Regions from separate parts of the Triticum aestivum genome. Here regions 2 and 3 are each linked to region 1. The links are chromatin contacts, called in public Hi-C maps. All regions are on one chromosome and are shown on one strand. The core of a region is the stretch at or near the end of the contact, and the rest is flanking DNA. Distances in the headings are between cores, read along the strand shown. Region 1 holds the start of LOC123166203 (lysine histidine transporter 2). Region 2 holds the start of LOC123165772 (lysine histidine transporter 1). Region 3 holds the start of LOC123169285 (ELMO domain-containing protein A).

Evidence for each region. A called contact is a pair of places that touch in the nucleus more often than the background predicts.
Region 2: a Hi-C map of leaf shows a contact between it and region 1, with 6 times the contacts expected there. The contact joins the promoter of LOC123165772 here to the promoter of LOC123166203 in region 1. A contact is called at or near these places in 3 of 5 Hi-C or Micro-C datasets (all in leaf).
Region 3: a Hi-C map of leaf shows a contact between it and region 1, with 3 times the contacts expected there. The contact joins the promoter of LOC123169285 here to the promoter of LOC123166203 in region 1. A contact is called at or near these places in 3 of 5 Hi-C or Micro-C datasets (all in leaf).

Annotation. Positions count from the first base shown.
Region 1 is chr7D:394,301,063-394,306,106 of IWGSC CS RefSeq v2.1, forward strand. LOC123166203 (lysine histidine transporter 2) reads right to left here and starts at 2,308. Exons shown (of 8, transcript XM_044583969.1): 1 at 2,031-2,308; 2 at 184-338. The coding sequence starts at 2,069.
Region 2 is chr7D:394,779,555-394,784,598 of IWGSC CS RefSeq v2.1, forward strand. LOC123165772 (lysine histidine transporter 1) reads right to left here and starts at 3,135. Exons shown (of 6, transcript XM_044583499.1): 1 at 2,920-3,135; 2 at 539-693; 3 at 1-447. The coding sequence starts at 2,961.
Region 3 is chr7D:394,676,294-394,681,337 of IWGSC CS RefSeq v2.1, forward strand. LOC123169285 (ELMO domain-containing protein A) reads right to left here and starts at 2,556. Exons shown (of 9, transcript XM_044587124.1): 1 at 2,147-2,556; 2 at 232-341. The coding sequence starts at 2,282.

The sequences.
Region 1 (5,044 bases), core at 1,058-3,557:
AAAAACATCAGCGAACCCTAAATGATTTGAACCATGTCATTGCAAGTTTGTAGCTTTGAAAACTGCCCCGCTGTGAGTATGACACTGGGACCCACATGCCATTCAGATTGCCAATCACAGCTTCAGAAGCAGAAAGAGCATATGGCTCCAATGTATGGATGTCAAGGCGGTAGCAGTACATACCAACCAAGTTCAGACATGGCGTAGGGGAGGCTGAGCACTCCAGCGCCAACCATGGCGGTGACATTGTGGAAGGCCGAGTACCACCACTTTGCTTTCCTCGACGACGTGATAGGAAGCCAGTCATCGATCGCCTTCTCCCGTGCAGTCCTCTCATCCTGTGGGTTTTCAGTATTTTTGTTAGCTATAGATATCATGATCACATAACAGGAGTTTTTTTCTTTCAAATTTATAATATCACACAATAAGAGCTAGTGTGCCAAAATTATTTGGGACTTATCAACAACAATTAATTTCTAACCTCCTGGCATTTCTTTCATTTTTGATGTCATCTAGTAAACTTAAGAGACGGATAATTGGCAACTTTGAATTTTCAGAGGTTGAGTGATTCCTTTTCTAACGGGCAGTTGACTTGTCACATGGCCAAGTAGTCGCGCTCGCCAAAGACAAATACATCATCAGATGCTTATCAATCAATGCCACCTCACAGTAAACATGTTTGATTTTTCTATCAAGCACGTTCACCTAACAATGTTGCATGATACTGCTAGTCTCAAAATACTACAGTATGTTTGCAAATCTGGAATACGGAAGTTCATTTTATAAAGCATCCATTTTCACAATCTCTAGTGAAAATCCACCATCGGCATGATATTACCAGAATCTCATTCTGAGTTGATTATTTTTTCAACAGGGCTAAGCGCCTTTCCATTAATTTCTTAATCCAAATAAGAAGTTCTTGCAAGAGACGTGACATTTTGCATTCTATATATAGAATAATCAATCGGATGGTAGCAATTAACACCGAGATATGGATATGCAACTATATTAAAATGGTAAGTAGTCCACCGCAAAAATAATAGTAAAAAGGAAACTAGTTAATGGAGAGTTTAAAGAGTGTGATTTTTTTTTCTGTATAGCCAAGTGTGAGCTATTTCTGGCCTTGGAAAGAAAAACAAGGCTGGACTGAAAGTACAAATGAAGACCTTTCATACTCGTTAGTCCAAGTACAAGGTGGACCATGCGACAGAAGCAGCAAAAAGATTGGAGACTATCTTATTTCTTTCAATATATTTTTCTGAAAAGAATATGTGGAACATACTCCTACGTACTCTTTTCCATATATATATATATATATATATATATATATATATTTGAAACAAGAAACACAACGTAATTATAGAGGTATATATATAATGTAAAAACAGACTGGATGATGATAATTGTAAATTAAAAGAACAGCTGGAAAGACAGCGAGGGAACACTGTTTCGACTGGATGATTAATTTAAAGGAAAAAGGTAAAAATTCCGCAGTTAAGGCAAAGCATCCGGACTCACACCGATCATATGAAGCTGATACTTAAGTACACACGTTCTTTTCTCTTCTTGATCTTTTGTAGGAAAAGAAACCAAAAGGTACTAGTCCAAAAGCACCAAGAAGATGAGATTGGATATTAGACACCACCACAGTTTCACACGGGTTCTTCCCCCCAAGAAAAGGATTTCACATGAAGAAGATGAACCGGTGCTACATGCCGGGAGAAGAGAATCCTCCACGCAAAAAGAAAGAAAACAGCGTTTTCCTTTTGTCCTTTTTGCGCCTGTCGATTTCGCTCCCCGCTTTTCGGAACTCGAAAACCCCCAACCTTTTGTTTTGCGCTCTTTCACACCTCTCTCTTTCTCTCTCCCACTCAAGAAACCAGATACAAGAAACAGAGTTTGAACAAGATGGATGGATTGTTTCGTTCGTGGATGCAGAGACATAACATTGCGAACTAAAACAGATCATAACAAACAGACGCAGCGCAGAGAGAGAGAGAGAGAGAGAGAGAGAGAGAGAGAGATTTGACCTTGGGCGGCGTGTAGTCCGGCGAGGCCTGCGTCCCCATGGCGCCTGGCTTCCCTTCCGGCGGCTCGGAGCTTCCCTTCACCAATGGCCGGAGTCACACAAAGGAGAAGGTGGAGAGAAAGAAGGAGATGGAGATTGAGATGCAGCTCGCAGCCAGGTATGGAGGAGGCCGAGTCGTGGTGGTTTTTATAGAGGGAGATTCAGGCGGGGGCGCCGTATGCACTGTGAGCGATCGAGGAGCACGTATCCCGCTGGGTTAGTTATGAGTTTGTTTTCCTTCTTCTGTAGCCTGGCCTAGAGAAAAACAACAACTGGAATATCGTTGGGTGGACCGTTGACTCCACCGATGCAGCGGATCCGGTGTTCCAGCGGCACATCCCGGGGAGTTTGTTGTGGCACCCGCGTCCGTGTGTCGTTCCTTCCTCTGCGAAGCGGGCGGGACGCTGCTCGTCCGATCCTGACTCTCTCGACGGCTGCGATGAGGCCACGTCGCGGGGCTGGCGCCACTCCGGGTCGCAGAACGTGATGTACGGACTATTCAATTCTCTTTCCAAGCCTGTGCACGTGAAATTTCTTTTTCTTACTCAAGTGGACACGATTCTTTCTATCGTAATTTAGATCCCGTCGCGGCGTAAATGTACCTCTGCGCTTGGCCGTGTTGACAGCCACACCAAGTTGAAGGCTTGCCAAATTTATGTACTCCTATGTACCCATGTTCACGTGCCAAATGGGTCGAAAAGGAAAGAGAAAAATTCACTACATGTCCTCATACTCGTCGCGTCGGCCGCATTTGTCCTCGTACTTACAAATACCCAAAATACAGTCCTACAATTTGTCCCAGGTGGTCATCTACGGTCCAAAATACGTTTTCCTCTACGTACGTGCTGATTTGGCGGTTGACTGGCACGTCCACGCGGGCTTTGACCGCCAGCTCACCACCAGACGCCCTGGTCCGATCGATTCCGGGGAATGCGGGTTTTTTTTTTGCAAAATCGTCGAATTTACGTTCGTCCCCCTGCCTGGTCGGACCGCGCCTCACCTGGCCGTTACACCTGGTCGGACCGACCGCACTGCACCGCACCTCTCCACACCCACCACACCTCTCCCCTCTCCTCTCCCGTCTCGAACCCTAGTCGCCGTCTCCGCCGCCGACGCCGCAGCCACCACCGCCTGGATCTACTGCCACCTCTCGTCGACGACATGTCATCTGCGGGATCCTCCCGCTCCGGTCTGCGCTCTGGTCTGTTGAGGTGCCATTGGTCGGATGCCCCGATTGTGGCGAACCTGTCAAGTGCTACCGCTCTAGCACCGATGAGCACGATGGCTGGGTTTTCTACAAGTGCACCCACGACAATGTAAGCTTCAGTCTTTTTCTGTTCGATTCATGAATCTGCCATGTTCAGTAGCCATGATGTGCTTAGAAGTCTTGAATGTGCTCAATAGCCATGATGGGTTAACTAGCTGTGATATATGTTCAGTAGCCATGATGTGCTTAGAAGTCTTGAATGTGCTCAGTAGCCATGAATCTGCCCTGGTTACTTAGTTTACTGCAAAAGTTCAGTTATTAAGTTAACTGAACATTTTTTCATGTTAACTGAACTTTTTCAGTCATTTTCACACATTGCATTGCTTTGGTTGTAGGCCACCTGTGATTTCTGGCGCTGGGAGATGGAATATGTGCAGCATCTGGTTCAAACTAGGTTCTTGTTGGTAATGCTGCTGTAGATGCAATTGGTGTAGCTGAGGACAGGAGGGAAGAGCTTGAGAGGAAGAGGACTGAGTGGATGGCAGGAAGAAACTTAGCTGGAAGGGCCTTGGCTGGAAGAGGCATTGCACGCAGGGTGAATTTTGACAGCCCTAGTGAGAAAAACCTTGCTACCAAGTAGCAAGTTGCTATGCTTCTTGGATTAGGTAGAGAGATACTGCTAGTGCTAAAGCTTCTTATGGCTAGTGTTGTGGTGCTTTGTGTGATGTCTTTCATCTTCATTATGAAGAAGTGAGATGTTGATAAATTAGTAGGTGGCTCTGCTGAATATATATCTATGGTTGTAATGGATATGATGTTATTTTGGCTGTATGGTTGTAATGGATATGTATCTATCAAGTAATATGAAGACTTCAGTGTCAATGTTCAATCTTCCAATTTGTTGTCAATATTCAGTTAACTTTGTCTTCTCTGAGCTCTCTGAGCTGAACTTTGTCTTTGTCTTTTCTGAGCCAACAATATAGCCAAACTTTTATGTTTACACAACAAATCATTATATTAATGGATATGTATGTGGAGAACAATATTTTTGGGGAACGCAGTAATTTCAAAAATTTCCTACGCACACGCAAGATCATGGTGATGCATAGCAACGAGAGGGGAGAGTGTTGTCCACGTACCCTCGTAGACCCAAAGCGGAAACGTTAGCACAACGCGGTTGATGTAGTCGTACGTCTTCACGATCCGACCGATCCAAGTACCGAACATACGGCACCTCCGAGTTCAGCACACGTTCAGCTCGATGACGTCCCGCGGACTCCGATCCAGCAGAGCTTCATGGGAGAGTTCCGCCAGCATGACGGCGTGATGACGGTGATGATGTTGCTACCGACGCAGGGCTTCTCCTAAGCACCGCTACGATATGATCGAGGTGGAATATGGTGGAGGGGGGCACCGCACACGGCTGGGAGAGATCAACAGATCAACTTGTGTGTCTAGAGATGCCCCCTGCCCCCGTATATAAAGGAGCAAGGGGGGAGAGGCGGCCTGCCAAGGAGGGCGCGCCAAGGAGGGAGTCCTACTCTCGATGGGAGTAGGACTCCTCCTTTCCTTGTTGGAGTAGGAGAAGGGAAGGAAGAAGAAGAAGGAAGGAAGGGGGCGCCCCCCTCCCTAGTCCAATTCGGACCAGTCCATGGGGAGGGGTGCGGCCACCCTTTGAGGCCTTTCTCTCCTTTCCTGTATGGCCCATTAAGGCCCAATACGAATTCCCGTAACTCTCTCGTACTCCGAAAAATACCCGAATCACTTGG
Region 2 (5,044 bases), core at 1,885-4,384, 480 kb after region 1:
TAGTCCACGTCCACCATCTTCCCCTTGTCCACCGACGCGCCCCACGCGATGGTCGAGTAGGACAGCGACATGACGGCGGCGGCCAGGGACACGCCGGAGATGGAGTTCAAGTTTGGGAGCTGCGAGAGCACGAAGTGCACCGACGCGAAGATCATGATGAAGAAGGTGAGCTTGATGTCCTTGCACTTGCCGTCGCAGATCACGTCGTGGAACTTCTTGAGCGACCTCCCGCCGGTCACCATGTACACGATGTTTACGCCCACCTCCACGATCAGCTGCTGCGGCACCACGATCCACAGCCCCAGCTTGTCGCCGAAGGCGTGCTGCCCGAGCTCGTGGTACCTGTCGAACCGCTTCCCGGGCACCATCTCGTGCATCTCCACCATCTGCCACAGCGTGTAGAGCGTGATCACCCACGAGATGATCAGCACCGCGATGCCAGGGCCCCTGTGGAACCAACCAACAAACAAACGTTATACTCTGCTAGATTAGTAGGCGAGGCAACAGTAGGTAGTGGTGAATCCATTGAATGGCGTACCAGCCGAGCTCGGACATGGCGTAGGGGAGGCTGAGCACCCCCGCGCCCACCATGGCGGTGACATTGTGGAAGGCCGAGTACCACCACTTGGCGTTCCTCGACGACGTGATCGGGAGCCAGTCGTCGATCTTCTTCTGCTCATCCGTCCTGACATCCTGCGATCAAGTAATCGCCATGCTTGTTAGCCATGAACCATGCACAAAACCTCAACAAAAATCCTACTAAATGAAATATCTACTACCAAAAAGTAGGAACCATATATCCATATCTAAATTGTGTACCACATAATCTACTTTCTCTAATCTGTTGAAACCTTCTTGCATTTCCATGGCTTTCTTCTCACGAAGCGGTGAAAGAAAGGGACAGGTAAGCCGCAAGAAGTTTCAACCCAATGACGGGACGTCTTTGAATTTTGTAGGTAAAATGGAGTGCTTAGAGATTCCGTTTCTTCTCGGCAGTTGACTTGCCGGATGGCCAAGTAGTCGGCAAAGTCAAACTCCAGATGCTTAATTATCACGGCCACCTCATGGCAAAGATAACCTATTTATTTTATCAAGCACGTTCACATGACAACGGTAACACACTTGTTTATAGTAGTATTGAACTGAAGAGGCCAATCAAACCAGGCTGTGATTTCAAAGCTGTGGTTGAAAGTTGAAACAAGATCGGACCTCTTTATGTACACCAAGTGGCAGCAGCTTGCAAGTGATTTCTCAAAAAATAAAAAATAAATAAAGCTTGCAAGTAGCAGTGCCAGTTGTTACTATATCCTAGTTATATTACTCCTGACACATCTAATCTATAATTAACATATTGTCGTTGGAGAACGTGACGCTAATCTGCTGGATTACTATGTGTCTAATTCATCTGGCTTGACCCCTTGTTAGCTGTGATGCAACCTCATGGCAGCAGCTGGCAAAATGCCAACGGCTATTCCAATGTATAGCAGTGTGATACTAGTAGTATAACAGAATATACTAAACCTACTTGTAAGCGATGCTTTTGTCTACTCGTCTAGCATTTTCATTAATATTAAATTGGTTGCATACATCCCAGGATACAGGGACGGATGTTTTACCATCCTTCTTGAAAAATATATTTATATTTGTATTTTTGAAATAAGGTGAAAAAGGCAATTCGTTATTGTGTAACCATGTGTACAAAGGTGGCTGTGGCTTCCGGAACTTCTGAAATAATTATGTTATGTCGGAATATGAAAATTCTGCTGGGAGAAATATCCGTTCTCTCGGTGGGTGTGGGGTTTCCCACAAAATTCCTATGAAAATTATACACCCTCTGCTCCTAAATATTATAAACTGCAAAAACGTCTTAAATTTCGAAACAGGGGAAGTCCTATCCTGACTGAGCATGTACAGTAATATTCTCTCAGTAAAAAAAAATTGCGATGGCTCTCAGTAAAATTTCACGGTGGTAATAAACAGGTAGGGGCCCTTGATGCGTCATTTGAGGTTCCAAGGATCATCAAGTGCAAATTGCGGCATGAAAATTCTTGCAAACTACAAATTGTGGAGTATTCTTCCTGGTTTCGGACGCTAAGGCGAAACATAGGACAAAGTACTCAAAAGTACAGGCGATCGTTCATACTTCATAGTCAAGAGAAGGTGAGCGGGCCATGCGAGAGAGACAACGAGAGACTTTTTCATTCTTATTTTTGCTTCATGTGATTTCTGAATCGAAATTTGTTCTAAGCGAGTCAAAATTACAGCGCAAGGGCACTCCAGTGGGCCAGAACTAATTTTCAGAGAACGGAAGAGAGAGAGAGAGAAGGCAGAATTGGGCAGTTAATGCAAAGCATCGCAAATCACACCGATCCTATGACGGGCATGATTCATAGATACTTTAATTGCTGCATCTTCTAGAGAGAGCGAGAAAAGGGGAGCCGAAGCAAAAAGTAGTAGGGAGAAATCAAGGGTGTGAAGGTGCGAGGAGGGCTTTGTTTTCACGTGCGGAAGACGAACTGGTAGGGTACCGGTGTAGCTACGAACTGGCTCGGCGGGGCCAAGCCATCCATCCGGTTGGGTTTTTGGCTGGTCGGTGTGCCACTAGCTGCCGGCGAGGAGACGGAAGGGAATCATCCCCCATGGAAACGCATCCAAGAAGCCGCTTTTTGCCTCCGCCTTTTCGTCCGGGTTTGTCCATTTCACGTCATGTCCACCTCTGAAGCTAGCTCCATGCTTCTCGCACCAACTCAGATTCTTGATTCTCTCTAAAACTTTTACTGGGTATCTATCTAAAACTTTTACTGGGTAGTATCTTTCTTTTGGTTGATTAACAGGATGATTTGCGACTGTAATTTTCTTAACAGCGAGATGGGGAGAGGAGAGGGAGAGAGAGATTGATTGCTTAGCAGGAGCACGTACCTTGGCCGGCGGTTCGAAGTTCTCCGCTGCCTGCGTCCCCATGTTCTGCCGGCCGGCCTTGCCTTGAGCAATGGAGAGTAAAGAGAGGGAGATGTGCGAGAGGAGGATGTGCAGAGAGAGAGAGCGAAAGAGAGAGATATAAAGAGGCGTTGGACTGGTCTCTTCTTTATAGAGCAGAGCAGAGAGGCGCGCGGGCGCAGATATCGCGCCTGGTTGACCATTGACTCCAGCGCGGCAGCAGCAACTCTGCCAAGATCCCCCTGGCCCAGCAATCGGGGCCCTCTGTGCGGCTGGCTGCGCCGTCAGATCTGGCTTCTACGGCCCACACGAGTCAGGCTCCGCTCGGCAGGTTTTACTTCTTGTTTTTTCGTCACGCAGACAAATAAGCTTGAGGAAAATGGCACATGAAAACCAAGGAACAGGGGCTTTGGGAAAGATGGGGGCTCGTAACATGAAGCGGCAGACCGCTAGGGATGCTCCAAGGTCCATCAAAACACGACAGATACTCCTCTCCTTGTTTTTTGACGATCCAAAATACTCCTCCTCCTCGTGATGTCCAAGCCCAGCGCAGTTCGTGTAACTCACGTTCGACGGCTCCCCATTTGGCGCAGCGTGTAAGTTTACAAAAAAGAAACATATCGGAAAGACCTGATTCGTCTACATTTTCTTTTCACCTCCATCGGTGCATCTGGCGCCATTTGGACTGCGTGAGCACACACAAATGTGTGTGTAGACACAGCTGTGGCTGGCTAGCAGGGGAGTTCGATGGCCAGCTGTACGCGTATGTAGGCGCGGGATTTAAACAAAACAATTCTATCGAGCTGTGCTGTTGAGGGAGACGTGCCCATGAAATGCACGGCCAGGGCCGGCTTCCTTTTTTTTCTTTTCCTTTTACTACTCCTAGAAAACGATTTATTTGAGCGGGTGCCCGTGGACGCTTGGTTTTTTCTTTTTGAAACTGTGGACGCTTGGTTAAATCCATCACGCGTACTTGGTGTCCCTAACGATGAGACAAGGGGGACCAAACATGTATACATTGGGGTTTGTCCTTCTCCATGGGAGCGCTAGCTATGACAGGCAGCACGGTGCAAGAATCATATTCCCGCTATTTTTTATTCGAGAGTACCCAAATTGAGTACCTTAGCTTTATAGAAAGAGAGAAGAACAAACATATAACGATATCTACCACTCGCTGCGAACAACGAGCGTAGCAACATTACAGACAACACACACGCACACACACAGGTACGACGCCAATGAGCCTACCCAAAACCACGAACCTCGCCGCGTCTCGACCAACACCGGTCATCTCCGAAGAACAGCAACTCCAGCTTCCTTGGATAAACCAGCGACGACCGTACATAGCGCCTGAGAGGAGCGATCCGGGCAGTCGCGAACATCGGAGGAGCGCAACAAAGGGCCTCTCGTCTCCCAGCACAATGCTCTCAACAGAGGAACGACGTCAAAGACACCGCCATCATGCCAATCCTGCGAATCAAGGCTTTCGCCCCGGAGACAATTGCCGCCACCGGGCAACGAAACAAATGGCAACACACACGGCGACGCTTCCAGGAAGGGAAATGACATCCACGGATGCCATCGACGCCGGTCCGACCAAAGGCGAACATGATTTTCATTCGTAGCGCTGCACATCTCCACGCCGCCAAGATCATGGCCAACCCTGACCGAAGCCTTGCACCGCCGTCACTGTAGCAGCATGCAATCGAAGCCACACCAACGAGAACCACTCCAACCTCACTGCCGAGGGAGGACGCCTCAAGCCACCGCCTGCAACACAAACGAAGAACCGCAGCATCCGCCGAGCAGTGCAAGGACCAGAACCACCACGACGGCCTTCGCCCGCACCAGGGGACTGCCAACCGATCCGGTCTGACCCGCACCTCGAACCACTCTCCGGCACCAACTCCGTCAAGGCCTCACCGCGCGCCTCACACGGCTGCAGCCGAGCGCCCGCTGCCCGCCAGGACCCTTCCTAGTAGGGCCTCGCAGCGCCGCCGCCTCCATGGTTGCGCTCACGCCGCCGCCACGAACGGTGCCGGTGCACCACCAACTCCCACCAGCCTGCTGCACCCTACGCCAGGCTCCAGACGACCGCCGCCAGCAC
Region 3 (5,044 bases), core at 1,306-3,805, 380 kb after region 1:
GAGTTTGATTGTGCATGGAAGGTCACAGACTAGGCTACCTAAAACTCGTTGCACATGGGGAGAGGCTAAAGACACAAAATCAAGGTTAGCTATCAAGGCTAAAGACACGTTGATGAACATGTTGTGGTATTTGCTATCTTAAATACTGGTAAATTCAACGATCAGTGGATTTCTTGACCCCAAAAGCAAAAAACTGTTAACAAATCTTTGCAACGTTCTGATATAACAAACCTGCACCGGTGTAAGGTTCACGCATATTCGCTCATATGCCCCTTTCCTTTTGATGCATACACAAGAGAGACTTTTCCCTATCCATCTTGGTGATCCACATGACGCCTCATCTGCACAAGAACAGGCACATTCCATTAATAAACACTCAACATCAAACTATCGAAATAAAGAATTTTTATAATACTCCCTCCGTCCCAAAATAAGTGTCGTGGTAACTAAAACCATGACACTTATTTTGGGACGGAGGGAGTACTTAGAAATAATTTTCATAATAACCAATGCAAAATGACTAATAAATACATACTTCGTAATTGTCATGTGCATGCTGGAGCAACACAAAAACAAAGTTAGCTATCAAGGCAAAAGACACGCTGACGAACCTTTGTGGTCTATTCTATCTTAAATACTGCTACCTCTGTAAAGTAATATAAGACCTTTTATTACTCCCTCCGTTTGTTTTTATAAGACGTTTCAGACAGCTTGCTTTGTACTATTTTGAACAGTGTCTGAATGTCTAAAACGTCTTATATAAGTGAACAGAGATAGTACTTTACAGAGGGAGTATATTTTTTGCAGGGAATCTTAAATACTAGCTTGTGTTTCTTATAAGCTAATGTATCCATTATGATAAGATCAGACAAGGAAAATATTTTTGTAGTCTACCTAACTTATACTGCCCCTCACATTGTGCTACATGTTTATAATCTGAGATACACCCCAACACCAAGACCCCCTATAATTTCTCACCAAACGCTCTCTGATTGATCGAGAAACTGTGGAATGGGCAATCAAGGTTGAGATTTCCTACCAAATCAGCCGCGCACCACGATTACTTTATGTGTGAACCTGACTGAAACTAAGCATCCCAAAAGCGCAAGCAACTGTTAGCATACCATACTGTTCAAGTAATGGACAAACATTTTTTGTGGATGTGCAATCACAATTGATTGATGTGGTCAAGTCATATGTAATCTTAGAACCAAAGAGCCGCAACAAGGGGGCATATGTACCGAATTAGCATGAAAAGAGTGGAGAGGAGCATACAAAGTAAGTCTGACGGCTTTAAAGTTCCTACAAAAACTAATACGCTAGGTGTTGTCACGAGACTATAACAGGTAATAACTTTTATAGAAGTAGGTAATTAATTAATCTAGCATTGCAAGATTTCATTGAAGAAATCAGATCTTTCGCCTAAAAACATTTGGTCAACAAACTGCTAACGCCAAGACGGAGATCGCGAGAACAATGAATGTGAAAAAAAAAACACTGCAATAATTTCTTCATTGGTGTGGACGATGCAATGACAGAGACATAAGATTGGAAGCTCAGTACACCTTCCCGCAAAAAAAAAAGGGAAGCTGAGTACACCGTGAGTGGGGAGGATAAGAAGTTAAGAACCATGATTGAGCGACGACATTCTCCCAAATGCGCAAGCGAGTAGCAGTTCTTTCAGTACGATTTCTCTAGGGACCTGCAATGCTGACTTTTGCTGCGCGTACTGAACATAAAAGATTGAGGCGACATCGATTGGCATGCACATCACAGTGACATGACAAAAATATAAACACACATCAATGCTTATCAAGACGTTGAAAATGGTAGACGGGACAAGGTACCATAGAAACTGTGATGCAGGATTACACCACCGGCAGAGTGAGAGAAAGGTAAGAACACACACATCTAACAACAGAGGAAAGAAACTAGCATCAGCGATTCAGTAGCAGCAACCACAGCGCAATATTCGAAAAAGCGAGGAATAGTCCTTGTTTCAGGAACAAGAAGAAATGGCAGAAGAGGTTCCTATATAATGCAAAAAAGAACAGCTAAAACTACACGCAGACGCAGGCACCAAACATTGCAAACAGGCAAAATTAAATAAATAAGCAAATGAGTGAAGGAAGGAAATGAATCTTACCGGGAGATCCAGCTGCCTGAGAGGAGCCACCGGAGCATCGCGCCACCGGCCCGGGCGGCATGAACGTCCTGACAGACAAGCATCCGCCGTGGCGGTGCTGCGTCTCCGCTGCCGCCGGCGTTGTGGCCGCCTCCATTCTCCTCTCCTGACCAGCAGACTATTGATCTCGCAAGCCAAGCACGACTGCAACGTGTCGCCGACTTGCTGCTGCTGGTTCTTTCTTGCAGCAGACGCGGCGGCGGCGGCGGCGGCGTTGTCGCTGAGAAGGGAGGGGAGACGGGCGATGTATGCACAGAGGGAACTTGGGAAAGAGAAATAATGAGAGAGCGGGGCGACGGACGCAGGCGGGCGGCACAGGGAGCGGCGGGCGTCGTGTAGCTGGCCGTTCCGCGGAGGAGCACGTCGCCTTGTGCCTTGTCGCCATCTAAACGGACGCAGACTGCAGCGCCACGATTTAAATAGATGCAAATACACAGGCGATGCTCAACTTATCCTATAGCCACTTTGCCACAACTTGTAAATTACACCTTCATTTTATTTAACACAGTACAAACACATATGCTCATACATACACACATAAACTCACGCTAGAACACCTTCAAAATACTAAGAGGAGACATCATCTTGAGATTGACGAAATCATCACAAACGCCTTCATGGTCAACAGGAACATCTTCTCCTACTGAACACACATTAGCGGAAGGCCTGAAATAAATTCATAAAAATACAACAACATAAGAAACCTAACCATCTGAGTGACCCTTAGTTCATTTATAAAATACACCTTCGGTGTCAATACTTGAGTTGAGGTGTAAATAGGTGTTTTTCTCTGCATGCACGTGTTAAGAAATTTTGAGCCTACGAGGGGCGAAGCCAGAATTTAGGCATCTAGGGATGAAGTGACGAAAGAAACTGGGCATAACAAATATATTGTAGTCCCAAGCCTTGCATCTCCAACCGTCTACACATTTGTGTTTATAATCATCTAGATCAAGAGGGCTCATTTGTTTGAATAGAATTGGTGTTATTTTTTCCATTAGCTGCTTGACGGCCCTGTTAGAAATTTAGAACTATCATGTTAAGCTTAACCAAGTTTACTCTCGAATGGATGCATTGTTTTCTTATGCATAACCACTGCCAGAGTATTTTTGACAGATCCCTCAATGGGGTATTACGGCTAAGCGAGTAGATCGGAGGGGAAGCAGGAGAGGGTTTATCCAGGTTCAAGCCCTCATGATAGAGATAAAATCCTACTTCATGCTCGTGTTTATTGAACAAGGTCATTGCTTGTGCATTGCTACGGGAGCCAAATAATTTTTAGCGCAGCAATAGTACATGAAAAATACATGATTATCTAATATCATCTGACAATCAATCTAATTTTACAAACATGTTATTTTTTAGCCACAATAAAATACATAAGCAACAATTTTATGTCACATTGTCAAAAAAAAGTATGAACAAAGCACAGTAAACATCATAATAACCAAGTTCTTCAGAGATGCGTGCAGTCCCGTAGAAGGGGTTCAGCTGTCATGGACTTTCTTTCTTAGCGAGTAGTCCGCATGAGGTTTATATGTATCCGTTTTCAACTGGTTTTCTGTTAACTAACTGGGCAATTCTCTTCTTCTTAATTAATCGACGAGGCAAATTTGTTACCTCCGTTTCAAAAAATAACCAAGTTCAAACTAAAGGAAAAGGAGTTGGCTATACAATTAATATGGAGGACAATGTCAAAAGCTAACATTCTATCGAGGGATGCAAAGTACTCTCTCTGTTTCTTTTTAGTCTACATATAAGATTTGGGCCATCTTTCTAAAAAAATATCAACATTTACAATACTAAAGCTATACGGTATGAAAATCAATTTGATGATGCATCTAACAATATTGATTTCATATTGTGAATCTTTGATAATTTTTTCTATAAACTTAGTCAAAATTAACAAAATTTGATTTTAACCATATCTTATATGCAGACTAAAAAGAAACGGAGGGAGCACAGGTCAAGGATATATGTGTTGTCATTTTCCCGTGATCTTCTCATTCTTCCATGACATTCCATCGAGGTATGCAAGTACAGGAGAGCTGGCTAATCGATCTCGCTGGACGGCCGGCCGGCGAACGCTCGCAACGATGGTTGTGTATACGCGCATGTAGAAAGCTAGCTACAGAGGGCAAAGCAGCTGGATTGATTCGCGGGTTGCTAACGCACACACGCGGATGCCAGGGAGCTCGCCTCGACGGTTGCGATGAACAGGGCGGGCGGAGCGCGGAGGCAGAGGCGACCATGGCACAGTGTCTAGAGAAGGACACGACCTTGAGGTGTGGTACCCCCCAGTGAGACCATCGCGGCTGCCATCGTGTCGCGGCTAATTTTCGTGTTTTGGTGGCGGTAGCCTCCATGCCATCGTTTAATCACTCCCGTTGTGGCTGATACAACATGCATGCTGCTCTTTGTTTATTGGCAGTACACGCACGCAAGCAGGCATCCATGGTATCTTCAATACACATGCATATGCATACTACATAGTTTAATATGCTATCTAGAATAGTGCGGATGAGAAATGGGATCCATGGCCTTGTGAATTGCAGCACACGCAAATGATTCTTCATAAACACCCACTTTGTTGGCGCGTGTCCGTTTGGATCACCGCGAACAGAAAATATTGGCACAGCGCGCCGACTTAAACCGACGCACGTTCGCTTTTCGTCCGTTTGCGACCCATTCCCGGTCTAAATTTAAGTCTAATTTGCGTCGGCGCGGATAGTAAACTGATTCTCCCCCTGGCCCGCTAGTCCGTGGCACAGCGACCACCATTTCCCTCCACTTTCGCAAAACCCTCCCGCCCGATCGTGCTCCTGGCCATGGACGACGACGCGCCGACCCTCGATGCCG